Regions from separate parts of the Mus musculus genome. Here all the other regions are linked to region 4. Evidence: chromatin contacts called from public Hi-C and promoter capture Hi-C data. All regions are on one chromosome and are shown on one strand. Each heading gives the region's core, a stretch centred on a gene start, on an enhancer-like site or on the middle of the called end of the contact. The rest is flanking DNA. Distances are from core to core; before and after follow the strand shown.

What was found. Promoter capture Hi-C pulls out the DNA fragments that hold promoters and counts their contacts. Hi-C and Micro-C count contacts between places; a contact is called where the count stands out from the background.
Region 1: a contact with region 4 is called in a promoter capture Hi-C map of pre-B cells, with 2.9 times the contacts expected there. The contact joins the promoter of Chst11 here to the promoter of Tle2 in region 4.
Region 2: a contact with region 4 is called in a promoter capture Hi-C map of liver, with 4 times the contacts expected there. The contact joins the promoter of Nfyb here to the promoter of Tle2 in region 4. A contact is called at or near these places in 4 of 39 promoter capture datasets (hippocampal neurons, liver and pre-B cells) and 3 of 115 datasets of contacts at active chromatin or transcription factors (bone marrow-derived macrophages, embryonic forebrain and stem cell-derived neural progenitor cells).
Region 3: a promoter capture Hi-C map of pre-B cells shows a contact between it and region 4, with 5 times the contacts expected there. The contact joins the promoter of Washc4 here to the promoter of Tle2 in region 4. A contact is called at or near these places in 2 of 39 promoter capture datasets (liver and pre-B cells) and 1 of 115 datasets of contacts at active chromatin or transcription factors (astrocytes).
Region 5: a Hi-C map of B cells shows a contact between it and region 4, with 15 read pairs. The contact joins the promoter of Tdg here to the promoter of Tle2 in region 4. A contact is called at or near these places in 5 of 39 promoter capture datasets (the C10 cell line, cranial neural crest, hippocampal neurons and 2 more), 2 of 484 Hi-C or Micro-C datasets (both in B cells) and 4 of 115 datasets of contacts at active chromatin or transcription factors (astrocytes, embryonic forebrain, embryonic stem cells and 1 more).
Region 6: a contact with region 4 is called in a promoter capture Hi-C map of liver, with 3 times the contacts expected there. The contact joins the promoter of 1700028I16Rik here to the promoter of Tle2 in region 4. A contact is called at or near these places in 4 of 39 promoter capture datasets (the C10 cell line, hippocampal neurons, liver and 1 more) and 1 of 9 other capture datasets (adipose tissue).
Region 7: a promoter capture Hi-C map of liver shows a contact between it and region 4, with 3 times the contacts expected there. The contact joins the promoter of Gamt here to the promoter of Tle2 in region 4.

The regions. Positions count from the first base shown.
Region 1 is chr10:82,984,098-82,986,797 of GRCm38.p6, forward strand. Chst11 (carbohydrate sulfotransferase 11) reads left to right here and starts at 1,400. Exons shown (of 3, transcript NM_021439.2): 1 at 1,400-1,885. The coding sequence starts at 1,768.
Region 2 is chr10:82,762,807-82,765,506 of GRCm38.p6, forward strand. Nfyb (nuclear transcription factor-Y beta) reads right to left here and starts at 1,335. Exons shown (of 8, transcript NM_010914.2): 1 at 1,198-1,335. It also overlaps a transcript of Hcfc2 not described here.
Region 3 is chr10:83,542,585-83,545,284 of GRCm38.p6, forward strand. Washc4 (WASH complex subunit 4) reads left to right here and starts at 1,357. Exons shown (of 33, transcript NM_001033375.2): 1 at 1,357-1,518. The coding sequence starts at 1,458.
Region 4 is chr10:81,573,964-81,576,663 of GRCm38.p6, forward strand. It overlaps Tle2 (transducin-like enhancer of split 2), which reads left to right and starts at 1,324. Exons shown (of 21, transcript NM_019725.2): 1 at 1,324-1,728; 2 at 1,842-1,939; 3 at 2,273-2,336; 4 at 2,566-2,679. The coding sequence starts at 1,705.
Region 5 is chr10:82,628,565-82,631,423 of GRCm38.p6, forward strand. It overlaps Tdg (thymine DNA glycosylase), which reads left to right and starts at 1,274. Exons shown (of 10, transcript NM_172552.4): 1 at 1,274-1,474. The coding sequence starts at 1,452.
Region 6 is chr10:82,810,696-82,813,395 of GRCm38.p6, forward strand. It overlaps 1700028I16Rik (RIKEN cDNA 1700028I16 gene), which reads left to right and starts at 1,428. Exons shown (of 3, transcript NR_038042.1): 1 at 1,428-1,664.
Region 7 is chr10:80,259,468-80,262,274 of GRCm38.p6, forward strand. Gamt (guanidinoacetate methyltransferase) reads right to left here and starts at 1,545. Exons shown (of 6, transcript NM_010255.4): 1 at 1,254-1,545; 2 at 301-446; 3 at 134-197. The coding sequence starts at 1,434. It also overlaps a transcript of Dazap1 not described here.

The sequences.
Region 1 (2,700 bases), core at 150-2,649, 1.4 Mb after region 4:
TTGTATTGGAGCATGTATATCTCGGCCACCTCAGCAAGCAACTCATTCATAAAGGAGCAGCAAAATAATACTGGCTACATAAATATCTCCCTGTAATTGACTCTTGTCTGAATCACAGGAAGCCTGCGGACTTTCTCTGCTGAAGGGAAAACTTCAGGAGAAGGAAGAGGAGGTTTGGAGGCGTTTCTGGATACATGTATCAGAAAGCAACTTGTGAGTCTGTCAAATGTGAGGGGAGGATAAGGCCCATTACATTCAGATTCGACAAGAATTTATCAGTGCCCCTGTGAAGAGACACATTCAAAGGTACAATGTCTTATGGAATCCAGCATTCTGTAAATGCATTTAATGGTAAAGTAGAAAGGTCAGGCTTTACAATAACCCTGCTTTCCTGGCATAAAAGTGATCTCCTTATCATTGACCCGCGTCCACCTTATTGATCCTTGGCCACCCAAATGCATGGAGCTGAGCATTTAACAACATTTTACACAATGCAGGTAAGCAGCGCCATCTTTCTCTCTACCTGCCAAGGCTAAGCTGGCTTGGATCTCCCCCTCCCAGCCTCCACTCCCAACACTTTGTTGGACTTTTAGGGGCGTCTTTTCACATCCGTCCGACTGATTCTCATACACTTCGAATAAATTACAGAAAGCTGTACCTTTTGGTGAAACAGTTTTAAAAGCTACAAACCCGCTTTGCCCCGAGGGGTGCGGGTGAGGGCACGTGTCAGAAAGGCTAGCAGCGGCAGTCACCAGATCCTGGGATGCCGGAACAGTTTCCCTAACCTTGACTTTAAGTCCGCTCTCTTTAACCTCTTTGCAAAAGCAGCCCTCAAGCTGAGCTGTCCTTTGAAAGAAAAACGGAACTGCCCAGTTTTTGATCAGTATGAGAAGGGCATCCGCTCTTAGGGGAGCGTGGGGCAACTTCCCCTGCTAAACCGCCCAGGGATTGTAAATGGTCGCGTGTCAGCAGGGCTCCTGTTTGCCTCTGTCACCTAACCTGCTTCTCGCCACACCGGAGAACGGGTGGCAGCACTACAGCATCTTATTCATGGTTTTCCCCCATCCCGGTTGTGTCATGGAAACGTTCACGCAACCTCGAGACAGCGGCCCAGCTCCGCCCAGGGACTGAGGGCTTTTGGGACCCTGCGGGAGCGTGCTGCGCACTCCGGACTCCCCGGGAAACAGCTGGACGCGACCACGTCTCGGGTAGGGGCGGGGGGAGGCGACGCTCCGCCCCGGCGCGGCCCCGCCCTCCCCGCTCGCCGGCGCCCTCCCCTCGCCGGGGGCTGCGAGTTGCGTTTGGTAAAACCCAGCCCTGGAATATATAGATCACTGGAGCGCAATGAAGTAGCTTTTGGCGAGGGAGGGAGGGAGGGGGGCCTGGACAGTCACAGAGGCCAGTGCACGGCGGCGGCGGCACCTTCCTTCTCGCATCCCGGTCGCCCGGCCCGTGAGGAGGCAGCGGCGGCCGCAGGCGCCAGCAGAGGAGGCGGCGGAGCATCGAGCAGAGGCGAGGCGGACCGGCAGGAGCGCGCGGCCGGAGCCACGCATCCTCACACTTGCACACCAACTCCTGCGCCTTTCACCCTCTAGACCAGAGTCGGGGCCTCGGAGAGCCTCGGTGAAGCTAGCGGGAGCCAGCTCCGGAGCCCAGCCAGCTCTGTTCTGAGCCTCCCCGGTGCTGGTACCCCCGCGGCGGGGTCCCCGCTTCTGCGCTCGGGACGCGCCTCCCGGACAGCCGGGTCCCCGCGGCCAGGACAAAGCCATGAAGCCGGCGCTGCTGGAAGTGATGAGGATGAACAGAATTTGCCGGATGGTGCTGGCCACTTGCTTCGGATCCTTTATCTTGGTCATCTTCTATTTCCAAAGTATGTTGCACCCAGGTAGGGGGCGCGTTAGCGTGGTTTTGTTGGATATTTTCTCCTCTCTCGCTCTGCTTTCTGCTTCTTCCAACCTCACCTCTTCCCTTCGGCCTCTTCGGGGCTCTTTACTGCCGGGATCCGCGGGTCACGGAGTTGGGATGGGAAGAGAAGGTGCGCTTCCTCTTCCTCCCATCTCCAGGCTAGAGGTTGAGACTGCAAGGAGAGACAGCGGCGCGTGTTGTTGCCTCCTTTTTCTTTTCTTTTCTTTTCTTTTTTTCTTTGTGTCTTGTCTATTGGCTAGGTGGCATAGAAAGGTAGGGCTTGTTGGAAGCTGCCCGGGTTGATGGGAAGACTACAAAACTCTGTCCGGGTTGCTGCTGAGGGCTGAGGTGAAGCAGGCGCTGGCAGCCGGCTGTTCTGCGCCAGGCAGCGCTGCCTCTTCCTGGTTGGGGACCCCCGGGCGAGTGGTGCACGCCCCGGCTGGGTAGTGAGTCCCTGCAGCCGCCTGGGAAGCCCCAAGCCCAGCTACCACGTGTTCCAAGCTCAGCAGCAGAGCAGGTGTGGGGACAGAGTGGGTAGGTTCCCTGCTCTTCTCTCCATCGGGGGAGATATTTTGCGAAAACACCCCAGGGTCCAGCACGGTGGTGACTTTGCAGCTGTTGCTCCTGGGCCTGGTCTACCATCTCCTGGCCCCAGACCCCCCAGCTAGGAACTCCAGAGCCTTTGGGCTGCACTTTGACCATCAAAGCTCTTGGAGATACTTTGTGCAGTTTCATCCCTTCTTCTTGGGTTCTGAGCATTTAGAGACTTCTGCAGCACAGGAACGAATCCTTCCT
Region 2 (2,700 bases), core at 85-2,584, 1.2 Mb after region 4:
GCCTTACCAACCCAAATAGTTGCTAAGTATATACTTAGACTTAATCCATTAAGAATATCTCTCTTCATATGGAAAGCATTTTCTTCAGGGCAGGTTATAATCTGTGTAATAGCTCAAGGGAATGCATACATCTGCTTGGTGTTTGAAGAAATGCAAATCTGTATCCAAGAAAAGCAGATTCCCTTCCTCCAACCTCCTTTCTTTGGCATCGACAACCACAGCTTTGCATCGATAGAATCCTTAAATTAAGCTACAAAGAGCAGTGCAGAGGAGGAATCATTTGCCTTTAAAGGAATTCTGGTTAAACTCTCAGTATCTCATCCATAAAGCTCCTATTTATTAATGCCACTACTACTGACCAGTTGAGCCATCACTTTCTGTTACCGATTAGTTTCCTTACTGAGAGCTGAAGCCACTCGGGTGATTTGTGGCACCATCTACAAAAACTAGGGTCTGTGAAGATTAGCGGGATGCCATTTTTTTTAAAGGTCGTCTGCTACCTAACCTTGTCTACATCAAACAGCCCTCTTCTAGACTTTAGGCATGAAAGGATCTGCGGGTGCTCCGTAAATTCTTTGTTCTCGCAGACCCTCCCGCCCCCCCAGCACGGGTGACTGAAACCTCCGTGCAACCTCCAAGGCTCCCTTCCCACCTTCGGGGCAAGTCCGGGGCGAGCCAGGCGCCAGATGGCTGCATGCTGTAGGCGCGGAGCGGGCCGGGGGCCCGCCAGGCCGCTCGTTCCTCGCAGGGACCCGCCGCCTCGGCTCGCAGGTGCCCGGGCGGCCCCGCGGAGCGCATCCCCCCGCCGCCCGTGCCCAACGCCCGCCGCCGGCGGGATGCGGGAGACAAAGCGGCCGCTCCGGGGCGCAGCGTTCCCCGCCCGCCGGCTCCCCGGACAAAATGGAGCCGGCCCGGGGCTGCCGCCGCGAGAGCCCCGCAGCCGCCCGGCCCAGCCCGACCGCGGCTCGCGGCCCCGCGCACAAAGCGCCCGCCGCCCCGCGCCCGGCCCGGCCCGGCCCGGCCCGAAGCACAGCGGCCTCGCCCGGAGGCCCGGCCCGCCCGAAGACTGCGGACTGCGAGTGCCCCCGACCGCCGCGGCGTTGGCGGCGGGGACGGCGCCGGGAGGAGACGGACATTTCATTCGAGCTAAAGTGGAGTCGGTTTAGGAGCGATCATTGGCCGAAGCGAGACACAAACCTCCAATGCAGCCCTGGTTGGCTCCCGTCTCCAATCGGCTGTTTGGTTGGACAGAAAATGGCTGCGAAGGAACCAGTCCCAGCGCGGAGCTCCACTTCCAGGACTCGGCCTCCCCTCCCTCCGCCGCGGGCCGCTTCCCTCTACGTGACACCCTCCCTCCGCGACGCCCGCGCCCGAGGCCACGCCCCGGTCCGCCCCCGGCCCCGCCCCGGAGCCTCTGAGCAAGGCGCGCGGTCCGTAAAAGCGCGCGGGCGGGCTCTGGATGTTCGCTCTTCAGGGCGTCCGAGAGGCCGGCGTTCTCATCCAGAGCTCCACGCGGAAAGGCTTGCTCTGGCTTCTTTCTCCTTCCAGCTCCTCCTTCCCCACTAACCAGCGTCTCGCCCGCCTGAGTTCAGCCCCGGAGGGGATCTACACCTGAGCTACTTTCCAGAATGCTTTAGGCACCTAATGTTTTCTAGGTATCCCTCCAAGCCACCTCAGGCACACAGCGTTCCCTCTCAAGTCACAGTGAACAAAGATGTTAGTTTTTCATTTTAGCACACCATCCCCTTCCTCCAAGTTTAACAGGTAGGCTGTCCCAGCCGACTTCCACCCTGTACCCTGGTGCTGTGTTCTGGTGTTAGGTCTGCCCTACCAAGTTGGCTTACTACCTAAAGTGCTCATTTCCCAACCAGATAACACTGGGCTGCAAAAACTCATGGCCTCTGTGCATTTAAGGCCTTCCCTGTCGGCCTCACTGAAATCTGGATCAAATGTCCCTTGGCTACCATTCTCCCTTGTGGTGGTGATCCAAAATGTCCTGCATGGCCAGCCACTGCAAAGTACTGCAGGATACCTGCACCCAGATAGATGGAAAATTATTGTCCTAGGACTTAACAAGGATAAGTAAGCAAGACTGAAAGTTCTAGGTCAGCCAGAGATACATTAAGACCCTGTCTTTAGAAATAATAGTATGGCTGGGTCAGGCAGGTGCACGCCTTTAATTCCAAGACAAGGGAGGCAAATCTCAAGGCCAGCCTGGTCTACAGAGTGAGTTCCAGTACACCAAGGCTACACAGAGAAACCCTGTCTGAAGAAACAGAAACTGTAGTAGTAATAATTATAGAAGGCCCTGGTGTTGTGGCTTATGCCTTTTAAACCCATGACTGGGGAGACACAAACAGGAAGATTGGAAATTCCAGACCATCTTGGGCTCCCTAGTGTGTGTGTTCACGTCCAGCCTGGGCTACATAATCGGACTGTATCTCAAAAAAAGAAAAAAAGGTGTTTGGGTGTATATTCCATATAAGTATGTGCATAAAGTATACAGAAAGATTGAAATATGTTATTTATTGATATCCCGCTGTGTCTAGAATAAATAAATATTTCTCAGGTAAATAAGGAAGCAAGAACAAATGAGTCTTTCTCGGTTATTTCAAGAGGAGTTAGGAGCACCACCACCTGAATCTACCAAATTCTAGGACACCCTCCTCTTCCTCTCCCTTCTTCTCTTGTTTTGGTTTT
Region 3 (2,700 bases), core at 107-2,606, 2.0 Mb after region 4:
AGAACTGCATGCTACAGAAACTGAAAATTCCAATAGGCCACCCTGAAGCCAGAGACACACTAAGTCCACATGTGTTTGTCAGCTGTCACTGTAACAAACACTTTTGTTAGAAAAAAAAAGCATTTTCTAATTTCTTTGCAATGCCAGGCATGGTGACACATGCCTGTATTCCCAGCACTTAGGAAAGCACTTTACAAAGTAAAGATGTTCATTTGTGGCTCAGATCTGTAGAGGTTTCCCTCCATAGCCTTGTCACAGGCCCAGGAGCAGCAGGGACTCTCAGCTACGATAATGAGATCTTGTCTCAAAATAAAACCAAGCCCAAACCTTAGCATCTCAGAACATGCTCTTCAAGAGAACATTCTATATTGATTTGTGGTACTTTATATAATGCAAATAACTTTAAAACTCTGCTTGAAAAAGACTCAGCTAATAGACACAAGAAAAATTTAAGAGCCACTTTGTATTAATGAGCACCTACCCGTTTTCAAGTAATCCAGTCTTCTTTAATGAGATTTGAATTCTTCCTATGCATTTGCAAACACATGAGCATAAATAAACGTTTACGTCGATTGTAGATGTTACAGCAAATATGCATTGTTCTAAAATCGACTCCTCTCCTTTTTTTTTTTTTCTTTTTTTTCTTTAATGCCATTTGAGACCTATTTCATTTTGTAGCTTTCTAGGAGTTCAGAGTATGGATGTCTTAAATTTTACATTATGATTTTTTTTTTGATGCTATTTAGACTGCTTCGTAGAAGTACATACTAAAAACTGCCCTGATAGAAAGCGTTTTGTGTAAACGTTAGGATAGATGTAGAACTCAGGGTAACACAGTTCCCACCCCACCTTCTTAAAAGCAAGGAAAGAAAGAATAGTGATCTATGTAAAGCAAACCCAGTAGTGAGATTGCTTGGTGGCGTTCTTAAAGTCATTACTTTTTTACACACACAGGTCTTTTCTCAACAAATAATCTGCACAGGAAGTGCAAGGGGATCAAGGAATCGCGAGGGTAAAGACAGAAAGGGAGCTGGTGAGACAGGCATCTTGGTCCAAGGGCTCGGGCAGTGTCCAGGTGAAGGACCGGGTCTTGCGTTGGGCCCCACCCGGTTATTTCCATTCTTTCCAGGTTAGACTGAGGGAGTAATCCCCTAGGATATAAAAAAAAAAGAGCCTCGAGGAACGGAATGTGCCCTGAGAACAGTCGTGAACGGCAGCGAGACCAGGAAAGGATGCAGGATGCCAACGGCAGCCATCACTATGGCGGCCGCGCCGGGAGCAGGCGGTCGACTCGCTTTCCCAGCGGCTCCCGCGGTCCGCAGGGCCGAGAGTCCACTGGCTCTGGCGTGCGGGGGCGGGGCCGAAGCCGGAAGTCACGTGCCGTGACAGCGGCTGGGGTGAGGCCCGCGTCGCGGCTGTGGCTGCTCGGGGCTGTGTCTGTGGGAGGTTCCGCGGCGATGGCCGTGGACACTCTGTCGCCCGACTGGGACTTCGACCGCGTGGACGACGGCTCTCAGAGTAAGCCCCGGCATCGGGCGAGGCGGGCCGGGCGGCGCTGCGGACGGAGGGCGGCGCGGTGCGGCGCCGCGCTGCGCAGCCGCCCTCTCGGGACCCTCCCGCTGGGTGGGACTGGGGCGCTCTGCGTGACCGTGTGGTCGCGTCTGGCCGTGCACTCGCACCCTGCGTCCCTCCCGGAATCGGTGACGGGCCAGCGGTGCCATCGCTGGGGAGCCCCGCGCGAGGCCATCCTCCCGGGTTGTCCATCCCGTCCCAGGGTTTGCCCCAGATGCTCAGCCTTCAGTTCTAGAAGAGTCTGGGTTCCCGTTTCGGTTTCCTGTTTTTCTTTGCTTCTCAAGCCAACTTTTGAAGTTTGGATTCACGTTCTTAGAACCACAGAGACAGCTAAAAACAGCTCTTTCTGGCCTTAAAAAAAAAATCAACCAACATAGGAATATCTTATTCCTTCTCGGCCCTTTATTGATTTTTAAATAGCTGAAAAGGTTTTTAAATCTATTTTAACTTTTTAAAAAATCAGATCTGCTTCGCAGTTGCCTCATGACGTCAAGTCCAAGTTTATGTTTAAAATCACTTCCAACCCCAAAAGCCTCATAGTTTGTTTCAGCATAAATGGACAACCCAAACTAATTAGAGACACTCTGGAGGTTGATTTGTTTGTTTGTTTGTTTGTTTGTTTTTTCTGTGTGATAGAAGATATATTGGGGCGAGTTGCCCAAGAAATTTTTAAATGCATACCTTTCCCAAAAGTAGGAATGCCTTTAAAAATAAAGTACAGCTGCATTATGAATTATTTTACAGAGATACTAGACCATGTACAGATTCCTATGTAACTGTGTTTTGCCTTTACATCTAGTTGAACTATGTTCAGGGTGCTGGGCAGATCTTAAGATATTGGTCTTAGTCAGCATAAAGAAAAATCTAGATGGAAGGATAGTAACCACCCCTTCTCCTCCCCCCCCCCCCCCCCATTGTGCGCTGAGGTCCCTACTTTAGTTTAATCTAACCAAAGTTGGAATGAAGGTATACTGGGTTTCAGCTTTAAGTGGAATGAATGATCAGTTATTTAGACATAATCAGTTTTTTAGATGCTCAGGACTGGGGAAAGGAGTGGAAACAGGACGTGGGTGAGGACACAATATAAAAACCATGTATGTATGAAAATGCCATGGTGAAACTCATAAT
Region 4 (2,700 bases), core at 74-2,573:
TCATCGAGACAGGTGCATGAAGGCCTCCAGGCAGGCATGGTACAGGAGGAGCAGAGAGTTCTGTGTCTTCTTCTGAAGGCCCCTAGAAGAAGTCTGACTAAGGCACTTGGCAGAGCTTCAAAGCCCACTCCCAGAGTGGCATACTTCCTCCAACAAGACTACACCTACTCCAACAAGGCCACACCTCCAAATAGTGCTACTCCCTGGGCCAAGCATGGTCAAACCACCACAGTAGACCAAGCTGTCCTGAAACTCAGAGAGATCTGCCTGCCTCTGCATTTCAAGTGCTGGGATTGAAGGTGTGGGTCCCCTCCTTCCTCTTCTGAGGTCTAGTCCTGCCAGAGTTGGAAACAAAGGATGATTCCTGGGGGGAAGGGGGTTTCCATGGTGACAGGTGGCTTCTCAGCTCTGGGGGACACCCTTAAACTTGATGGGATGTAGGAGGTGGCCTGATGGCACACAGAGGCCTGTTGTCCCAGCTACTACAGGGACTGAGAATTCCAAGCTCAAGCTTTGCAGGGGCAACTTAGCAAGGCCTTGCCTCCAAAAGTAAAAGGGGGCTGGGGGCGTGGTCAAGAGTGGAGTCTCTAATCCCTAGTGAGGGGCTGGGGGCGTGGTCATGGGTGACTTCTGCCTAGAATCCCTCGGTGAAGGGCTGGGGGTGTGGTCAGAGGTAGAGCTGCTGCCTAGAATCTCCCAGTGAAGGTCTGGGGGCGGGGTCAGTGGTGAAGCCCCTGCAGAAGATTTTCTAGTGTTCCGGTTCAAGATACACAAGAGTTCTATGCACTAAGTTTAAAGAGTCTGGTCCTTTAGGAGCCCAATCTGGATAGAGGAGGCCACCCAGTTGGCTGGTGGTGGCACTAGCATGCAAGTCTGTAGTGGGCTCTGAGCCTGACCAAGCTGCCCTGGGCTCTGTCCTGGATCTCTCCAGAGTGGGGCAGCATTGGTTGACAAGCATAGCCTGGGTCTGCTCTTCCTGGGACAGGTGTGTATCTCTCTCTCTTTCGATCTTGGGGATGTTTATCCTTCATAAGGGCATAGTGTCGCTGTCCCAGAGAAGCCACTTGCAGCCCCCACGGCTCCAGAGGCGCGCGCACAGAGATTTTTTTTTTTTTTTTGCCTAATTTCTCTCCCCCCGGTTTTTTTTTTTTTTTTGAGTGGGGGTGGGGCGGGAACACTAGGATCGAACCCAAGCCTCAGTTTCCCCAGCGGGTCTTGGAACCGAAGAAGCAGAGCAGGCGGGGGCGGCGGTGCCACCTTAAGGCGGGTCCCGCCCGCGGCTCCCAGCCGAGCCCCGCGGAGGGAGGCGGCTCCGCAGCCACTGAGGCCACCAGCGCCGACCCCGGGCGGCGGCCACAGACCTGCGGCGCTGACTGCAGCTGCCCCTGGGTTGTACAACCCCGGACGCGCTGGCTGGAGGGGGGGCGCAGCGCGGGGTCCTGGTCCCCTGCCCCGACAGGCTCTCCCTGGCTGCTCTTTCTTTGCGTAAAAATCCCTCCCCCAGCTCCGGCTTCTCTCCTAGCTTTTCCAGGCTCAGTCTCCTTGCACCCCAGCTCTAGCTTAGCACCCCAAATTCTACTGCCTGCTCCTCCCCGCACCCAATTCTCTCCCCAGCGCCACCTCTGCACCTCAGCGTCCCTTTGCCACATCCTCAAGCCTCCAAGAAGCTGGGGGGGTCCATTCTCTCACCCATCCATCAGCAGGATGTACCCTCAGGGAAGGCACCCGGTGAGTACGGAGACTCCCATCTCTGGCTGCAGGAGGTGGGGACCAGGGAGGGGACTCCTGCCTGCTGTTGCCCTGGAACTCACCCTAGTGTCCTTTCCCACTCTCCCCCTCAGACCCCGCTGCAGTCTGGCCAGCCTTTCAAGTTCTCAGTACTGGAAATCTGTGACCGGATCAAAGAGGAATTCCAGTTTCTTCAAGCTCAGTACCACAGGTGAGGGAGCCCTAGTTCTGGGCCCTGGGAAGCCCCATGGGGGTGAGCGGGGACTCTTGGAGGGGCGTGGTTTCTAGGGCAAGGGGCGGGGCTCATTGGGCCTACTGGAGGGCTTTCTGGTGGAGGTGGTGCCCAGAAGAGTGTGAGATGAATGGATTCAGGGAAAGCCTTCCCTGAGAATGTTTTGGTCCCAGGAGTAGATCTGGGCTCGAGAGGACTGGGAACAGTTTCTAAAGGAATGGGGAGCCAGCAGCTTCTGCCTGTCACTGTGGAAACTGACCCATGTGGGGTGTGGCAAGTCAACCCCCATTTTTGTCTATTCTTCCTGCCCAGCCTCAAGCTAGAATGTGAGAAGCTGGCCAGCGAGAAGACAGAAATGCAAAGGCATTATGTGATGGTAAGGAGTACCTGCCCATTCTGCCCACTTCCGTGTTCTCCCTAAAAAGGGCAGGCTGGGATACCAGGCACTGTTCTGTGGGTCTCCCCCCCCCTCCAATTTGGGGGACTACCTGATTGTCCTATCTCTCTGAGCCCATCCGTGATCCATCTTGTGGGTTCCCTGTCTGGGTCTCCATGGGGCTCAGGGTGTTTGTGTCTTGCCCTGATACTCGTACCACCCCCTCGAGGCTGCACCCCATCAGTGTCCCCAGGGTGGCACCAGCTATCCACACTGGCCAAGACTGTCTCCTTTGCAGTACTACGAGATGTCCTACGGACTCAACATTGAGATGCATAAACAGGTGACCATGTGGGGTACGGGT
Region 5 (2,859 bases), core at 24-2,523, 1.1 Mb after region 4:
AACAAACAAACTCTTAGAACCTCCGAAAGTCAAGTATGGTGATACATGCCCTGTAATCCCAGTCAGTATGCAAGAGAGTGAACAGGAGACTTGCCTCAGGTTGAGGCCAGCCTGGACTACAGCTGCAAAGCTCTAAGCCAAGTCAGGGGTACACAGTTTTGTAATTATCTCAAAAACCAAAAGAACCTCCGAGAAATCGAGGTGAGATTGCTGTCTAAGGTTCTAAAGCAGAGATGCATCTAGCATCTAGGCGAGTGTTTGTCCATCTCCAACGTAGACAACTGTTTATGGAAATCTTTGTAATCTACCAAGAGCTTCCCCTTACAGATTAGTAAACTGAGGCCCAAACATTGGTGGCTTCCAATCTTAGGTTTTCCAGTTCCAATCAGCCCTACTCCTCATCACAGGAATTGACAAGAAAGACAATTGAAAAGAAAGAATGTTGTTTTGTGTAAGGCACAATATTTATTTATCATTATTATAATTATCATTTTAGTTTTTCACGACGGAGTTTCTCTGTGTAGTATTGCCTGTCCTGAAACTCGCTCTATAAACCAGGCCAGCCTCGAACTTAGTTCTGCCTGCCACTGTCTATGCAAATGCTGGGTCGCCCAGCCAAGACACATAGTTGCGGGGGAGGGGGTGGTTGTTTTCATTTTAATTTAATTAACTTTACGTCCCGTTCACAGCCCCACCCCCACCCAGTCCCACGCTTACAAATCCTGCCCCCTTCTCTTCTCAGAGAAGAGGAAGCCCCACTTGGGTAAGACTCTGGTACATCTAATCTCAGCAAGTGTAGGCACATCCTTTCCCACTGAGGAAACACGCAGTCCTCTTCCCCCAGTCCGCGCTGGGTCCACTGGCAAGGAACAGAGACCTAGACAGCCCCTGTTCCACTTGTAGGGGACTCACACGGACACCAAGCTTCACATTTGCTACAAACGTGTAGAGGGGTCTAGGTCCAGCTCCTGAAAGCTCCCTGGTTGGTAGCTCAGGCTCTGTGAGCCCCAAGTCAGGTAGCTTTTAATCCGCACAAAATTTGAGGTGAAAAGACATGAATTTGCCACCACGCATAATACATCCTAAAGGCCATCACCCTTAACCCACACCTTCAAGGAAACTTAGAGCCCACAAAAGCTGACGTCAGCCGGGCGCTCCCCATCCTCGCCGAGATCCACGTTTCCCGAAAGGCTAAGCGGCGGTCGGGGCGCCCCGAAAAGGACACGCCATTGGCCTGGCCAGCATCACGTGATGGCGAGGCCGCCGGCCTCCTCGGAGGGGGACGGAAGTGCGCTGGGGACTCGCCGCGGTGATGTAGCAGCGTGGGAGGGGCCGAGGCCAGCGCCGTCCATCCACCGGCCGCCCCGATCCTGTGGTGAGTCCGCGCGCTGAGCGGCAGAGCGGGCGCCCGTGGGCTCGGCAGGAGTGGCCGTACCCTCGGCGGCGCCGCCATGGACGCAGAGGCCGCGCGCAGGTAACGCGGGCGCTCGCGGCTGGGGTCGGTCAGGGCCGCGGCCCGCACAAAGGCCGGCTTGCGCGTGCGCAGTGGGGACCTCCCCGCTCCCCACACGTCCCCCCCCCCTCCCAGGTCCGCGCACGTCCTCTGCCTCCCGTACCCGCGAGCTTTAAAAGGTGGTGTGTGCCCGGCCGCAGCCTCCGCCCGCGCGGTTCTTCACCCTCCGTCACCGTGGACTGTAAAGGCGAAGCGGGTACCCTGTGGCCGCGGTTGCTGCGGGGTCCTTCTCATCCTCGCGGGATAGATACTATTGCTGTGGAGTGTGTATAACACGCTAAGAAGTCAATCTGTAGATGTCTTTCATTCTGGGATGGTCTTTAAAATTGTCCCTTAGTGGTAATGGGGATGTCAGGGCGGGCCTGACAAAGTATAGGTTTGGGGATTTAGACTCTTCGCAGAAAGCTAAGAAAAACAAAATGGCAAGGTCTTCGCAGGTAAAAGGAATGGAGATTTAGGTATTAGCCCTGCCTGGCGAAGAATTAGCTTGCCTCTAAGTGGCAAATGGACATTGAACTTAGGCAAGAGATTCTGTCTTCAGCCCGCCTTCCCACTCGACGGCTGTATTATGGTACATCTTTGAGCAGATTGACGGGGGCTGATGGCAGTCCATGGGAGTTGAAATGAAAGTCTGGTTTACCACTCAAAGATCCAAGGGACACTGCAGAAGGGCCTCTACTCACAGGACAGGTAGACCTATCTTAAAGCCTTTACCAACTACAGGGTGCCAGGGACCTGCTGGTGAAAGTGGGAAATATGCCGGCCCAACTTTCAGAGGGGTTTGTAGAACTGATAGGTTGAACTGGAGTCTACATAAATACATGCTGAATGGATGCAATAGTGAATCATTAACAAAAAGAGGCACAATATTACATGTGTGTGTACGTGTGTGTGGTCTGTCTCTCTCTCTCTCTAACCCAAGACTAAATAGTGTGTGTGTGTAAGACCTTGATGTCATACTACTGAAATGATTTAAAAATGAACCCAGATTTTTATTATTATTTGGGAGTGTGTGGTTGGGGATTGAGCCCAGAGCCTCCAGTGTGCTAAGCAAGCTTACCACTGAGTCATGTCCCTCAGCCATCTTCTTACTCGTTATTTTGAAAGGTCTTGCTGTGTTGCCTTGGCTACCCTTGGCTTCACTCTGTAGCTCCGGTGGACCTTAAATTCATGAGCCTCATGCCTCAGCCTCTCAGATGGCTGGGGTTATGGGCCTTTCCTCCCAGGCCCAGCAGGAACTGGAAATTCTGACTAGTCCTAAAGTCTTCCTGCACTCTGCATGTAGGAGCTAACGCACGGGTAAGTGTGCATTCTCCGTGTAGCGCTGTCAGCAGCAGATGTGTATG
Region 6 (2,700 bases), core at 178-2,677, 1.2 Mb after region 4:
GAGGGGAGACTAGAATGTTCTTAGTGGTCAACGCAAAAACACGACTGTCATCTCAAAGGGCACGAGACACTATGACTGACTATGACCAGAGACCGCAGCTAGCCTGGAATAACGTGGTCCAGTGCAAAAGCTGCTATGTGAATTTTTGTAGTCTCATGGTTATGATTAGATAATCATAAATCAAGACCTTACTAGATACGTAGGTGGGTTTCAGCAATGCAAGGAAAACTCTTACAGGTTCGAGATGCTATCTGCCCATGTGTTCAGGCACACATGTGTAACCCCACACACACATACATACACACACAGGGGAAGGAAGAATAAAATCAAGAGTAAACATAGCAGTGCATGCCTATCTGTATATATATATATGTATACATATATATATATATGTGTGTGTGTGTGTGTGTGTGTGTGTGTGTGTGTGTGTATGTCATATAGCACACACGGGGCAAAAAACAGAGGCTCCTTAATTTAAGGTCAGCCTGGGCACTACATAAACTCTGTCTCAATAAATAAAACCTTAAAAAAAAAGGCAGCTTATTTTTCAAAAGCAGCATGGCAGGATGGCAAATTACCCCACTACCCATTGCCAGATAAGGCTGTGGGAGCAGAGTGGTCCCAAGTTCTTTAGAACCAAACTAAAGAACTAAAGCAAAACTCGGTTACCAAACAGTTTAGCAAGTTTCCAGGTGAGCCCTGGTTAGACACAAGACCCTACCTCAAAAACCACAAACATATTAGTAAAAAGCATCCAGAGGCACGGCTCAGTATAAAGGTGCTTGCCATCAAACCTCAGGAGATGAGTTTTAGTTTGATCCCCAGGACCCACATGATGGAAGGAGAAAACTGATCCCTGAGTTTTCTGTTTTGTTTTTACAAGACAGGGTTTCTCTCTGTAGACCAGGCTGGCTTGAATTTACAGAGACCCACCTGCCTCTGCCTCCCTCTAGTACTGGGATTAAAGGCCTGGATGTGCCACTACCGGCTGGCTTGAGTTGTCCTCTGACCTCCATATGACCTCGACATTAACCATGACACCTGTGGGCTACCTACACATTTTTAAAAAGTCAAAGAAAACAAACAAGTGTATGAGATCCACGGAAAAGCAAGCTGCTCCCAACCCCCATCCTCTCCCACACCCATCCCCATCCTCGCCCACTCCCATCCTCATCCTCACCCCCCCCACCCCCACCCCACCCTCACTCCCATCTCCATCCCAATACTCTCCTCCTCTCCCTCTTCAGGCTAGCTCTGTTGGCGCGGCCCATCGCTTATCTCTTCCCTGGCCGGCAGGGGGCGCGCGCCCTCCGCTCGCCATCCTCCTCCTCCTCCCGCGCGCGTGGACCGCCCCCCACCCCCCTCGCGTGCCGGGCTGCTCGAGAGCAAGGAGGAGGGGGACCGGAGGCGCGGAGGGCAGGAGCGGCGAGGGTGTGTCAGGTACGGCCGAGCAGCGCCTGTCCACGCTGCCCCGGCAGCGCGCTCCTCCTTGCTCTCGAGCAGCCCGGCACTGCCCTCCCGGAGCTTCCGAGGAGTCGGCTGCTGGGCCGGAGCGGAGAGGGGCACAGGTCGCCAACGGGCCGCCCTGCCTCAGCCGCAGGTTCTCAAGGGCGTTGGTGGCTCCACAAGCTCGCCCGCCCGACCTCTCGCCGCCCCAGACCCGTGTAAGCATCTCCCGCGATGGTTTCAAGTAACCCCCATTTTACAGGTGAAGAAACCGACGCTCCAAGAAGTTAGGAAACTTGCTCACTCAGAAATCTGCCTGCCTCTGCCTCCCGAGTGCTGGGATTAAAGGCGTGCGCCACCACGCCTGGCTGTTTTTTGGGGGTTTAAAAAGATACTTTATAAACAGGTAGAAATATAAGCCAAGTTACTCCCCAAGTTACCCAGGCCAGAGTGGCAGAGCTGGGACCCAAGCCGATGCCATTGGGCTGTAGGTCTCTGGCTGTGATCATTGGTTACACGGCCTCCCCCACATCCTTTATAGGTCCCAAAGGGAAATAAAACACTGAACCCTGGCTTCTGCCGAGATGGTGAGATAGGGGCTCGCCCCACGTGGGATGCATAGCTGATGAGGGAAGGTTGGTAGGGTGTCTGGCGCAGGGTCCTTCCCTGCATTCCAGGTCAGGGAGCCCCAGGGAAGGACAGGAAGGCAGAGGACCTAGAAGAGCGCTTATGATGGGGAAGGGGAGGTCTTCGGAGGGATAGGACAGTACCCGCGTGAAGGGTGGATAGCTCCTGTGGCCATCGCTTCAGTTTCTTCTCACTTATCACGAGGGAGTTGGAGATGTGTTCTAAATCGATTTCTGTGAGGCACCTACTCTTACTAGGTGGTTTTTTTTTTTTGTTTGTTTGTTTGCTTTTTGTTGTTTTTTAAGATTTATTTATTTTATGTATATGAGTACACTGTAGCTGTCTTCAGATACACCAGAAGAGGGCATCAGATCCCATTACAGATGGTTGTAAACCACTATGTAGTTACTGGGAATTGAACACAGAACCTCTGGAAAAGCAGTCAGTGCTCTTAACCACCGAGCCATCTCTCTAGCCCTCTTAACTAGTTTTTGTTTGTTTTTTTGGGGGGGGTATTTATTTATTTTGGTTTTTCGAGACAGGGTTTCTCTGTGTAGCTGTGGCTGTCCTGGAACTCACTCTGTAGACCAGGCTGGCCTCGAACTCAGAAATCTGCCTGCCTCTGCC
Region 7 (2,807 bases), core at 295-2,794, 1.3 Mb before region 4:
TTTGATGGCAAGCTCCACCAGGCTGAAGAGGGTATGGTAGTGTAAAAGCAGGCACAGGCTGCCAAGTAGTACCCAGACGCTAGCGGGTTCCCCAGAGCTCAACCCCTTTGCCAGGCTCCCAGAGTTCCCTCACCATCAAAGTGACCGTCAGGCAGGGTAGGTGCCACCTCCTCCCACAGGCCTTTCAAGGGAACAACCTTGGAGAGGAGAGGGTCAAAAGAGGTTGAGGGTCACATGGGACCCCATGATCTCCCAGCCCTGAGGGTTACTCCCAGTCTGCACCCCAGCGGCAGAAGGTACCTTATGTGGCTGCCGCAGGGCCCAGTCTTGTAGACGCTGGAAGACCCCATCATTGCACTCAATAATCCAGTGTTCCTCTATGGGGGCCTGTTGCACCCTGGAGGCTGCAATGGCCATACCGAAGCCCACTTCCAAGACCCGGCCCCCTAGGAGGACAAAACATGACAGCTGGTTTGGGTGGGGGAGGGGGACTTAGATGTGAGGCCTGGCTCACACTTGCCTCAAGGCCAGCCAGCCAGCCAGCCAGCAGGACCATGTGGGTGGACAGAACAAAGTAACAGCAGAGTGTGGGCTCGGGCCAGCTGCCAATCAGAGCGGCTAGCCTGGGAGCCCAGGGCCTGGCCCCAGGGATCCCTGGACTCTGAGCCCCTGCCCACGCGATTTGTGCTCTAATCTGTGAGAAAGGGCCAAGCCTGGCTTGGAGGCTCTACACCTGCAGCCCCTCCACGTTTCATTCTGCACCTAATACCAAGTCCTCATTTGCCTTGGGTGAACTTTGAAGTCCACTCACTCACTGCCCATCTGCCCTGTTTGAAGCTGGGGTGCCTCAGACACCACCCCTTGTACAGAAGTTCAGGGCCACAGCACCGGGACAGCTGCCTCTCTGCTCAGTTTTCCCAAGCTATTCTTAGCAACAGCCCCTGGAGACTCGGAGGTTCCCGACAAGCACAAGCCTCACGCCCCTCTGCTCTTTCTCGCTCTTTCTATTAAGTTCCACTCGACTGTGGTCCGAAGACCCAGCCCCGGGAAGTAGAAATCTTCCCTGGGAGAGGAAGTTCCAGTTCGGAGCCGGGACCTCTTTCCTGCGTCCACTTTTTGCAAATACCCTTCCCTTCCCGACCAAGGTAGCCCCAAGGCAGCTCAGTGCCTCAGGCAAGGAAACTGAGACTTGCAACATGCATGGGAGCTCCTGCTCTTTTAAGCTGCAGCCTCAGTTTCCTCTGGCAGAGTACCTCTGGAGGCAGCAGCCGCCGCTAGCGCATGCATATAGGGGGTCTCCCAACGCTCCATCACTGGCTTGCCCAGGATTTGCAGGTGCGTGTCAGACGCGTCATAGGCCGCGGGGGCCGCGCGCCACGCGGGGCCGCAGTCCTCGCCGGGCGCGAAGAGCGGGCTAGCTGCAGAAGAGCTCATGGTGAGGCTGTGCAAACCAGGCCGGGAGCGCAGGGCTGCGGAGCCGCGGGGCCGGTGGAGGCGGAGTGGGGCGGTGCCTCTGCACAGAGATTAGCCTTGCACTCAAGTGGGTGGGAGCCTGAGGCGGGGGCGGGGCCTATGCGCCCTAAAGAACTCCGTGGCTGAGCCGTGTGGGCGGGGCCTACTCGCTGGGGCGGGGCTTTTCTGGGCTAGGGTGGGTCCAGTCATTAGAAGAGGGTTGGCCCTTGCTCTGGGAGGGGGTCCAGCCTGGCACTGGGCTGGGCCTGGGTGGATGGAGCTGAGGGACAGGGTGGAGCGTGCTCACGGTCGGGGCTACTCGCTGGAGCCCAAAGTAAAGTTCTGAGGGGCGGATCTACGGAATGGGATAGGTCCTGCACTGGTGGGCTGGGGAGGAGTCCAATCTTTTGCTATGGATGGGGCCAGAGCTGTGGGTTGGGACAGAATCCAGACTTCTATGAGGAATGCAGGCAGGAGCCATACAGGATGGAGCCTGTATGGTAGGACAGAGTCCAGCCTTCTGCTAGGGGCGGGGCCGGAGCAATGGGGTGGGGTCACCATTCTGCTAAGTATGAGAGACGAAACTAAGGAACGGGGCCAGCCGGCTGAGACCGTGGTGTCCAGCCTTCTGCTACGGATGAGGACAGAGCCATGGGGTAGGTGTTTATGGGATAGGATGAAATCCAAGCGTTCTGCTACTGGCGAAGCCTAGTCTTCTTTCACGGGTGGGGCCCAGCCTGGTAGAGGCAAAACAGGATCCGGGGCCTAGCTTTCCGCTAGAGCTGAGGCTGGCGCCAAGGAGGCGGGGCCTGAGGATAGGGTAATTGTGGAGTCCAGCTGAGTCCATCCTTTTACTATGAATGGGGCGGAGCCTGCGGACCTGGGCGGGGCCAAGTTATCTAGGCAGGAAGTTGGAGCCATGAGGGGTGAAGTGCCTGCGGTGCAAGGAGGGACGTTTAGAGACTACCAGTGGTCCCAGTGCCATGGAGAGTACCATATGCTGGCACGTGCACTGTTGTGGCTTCTGGAGGGGCGGGGCAAGCTCCCTGGCACCACATTTGGAATGAGGCTTGACTTTCTGCATTTGCCTGGCTGGCTCGCAAGGGTACTGGATTTACTGTTTGAAGAGGCTGTGAAACTTCCTGATCTCAGCGTGTCGTCCACGATGCTCCTCTAAGTTGATTCTTTTTTTTTTTTTTTTTTAGGTTTTTCGAGATAGGGTTTCTCTGTGTAGCCCTGGCTGTCCTGGAACTCACGCTGTAGACCAGGCTGGCCTCGAACTCAGAACTCCACCTGCCTCTGCCTCCCCAGTGCCGGGATTAAAGGCGTGCGCCACCAGGCCCGGCCCAAGTTGA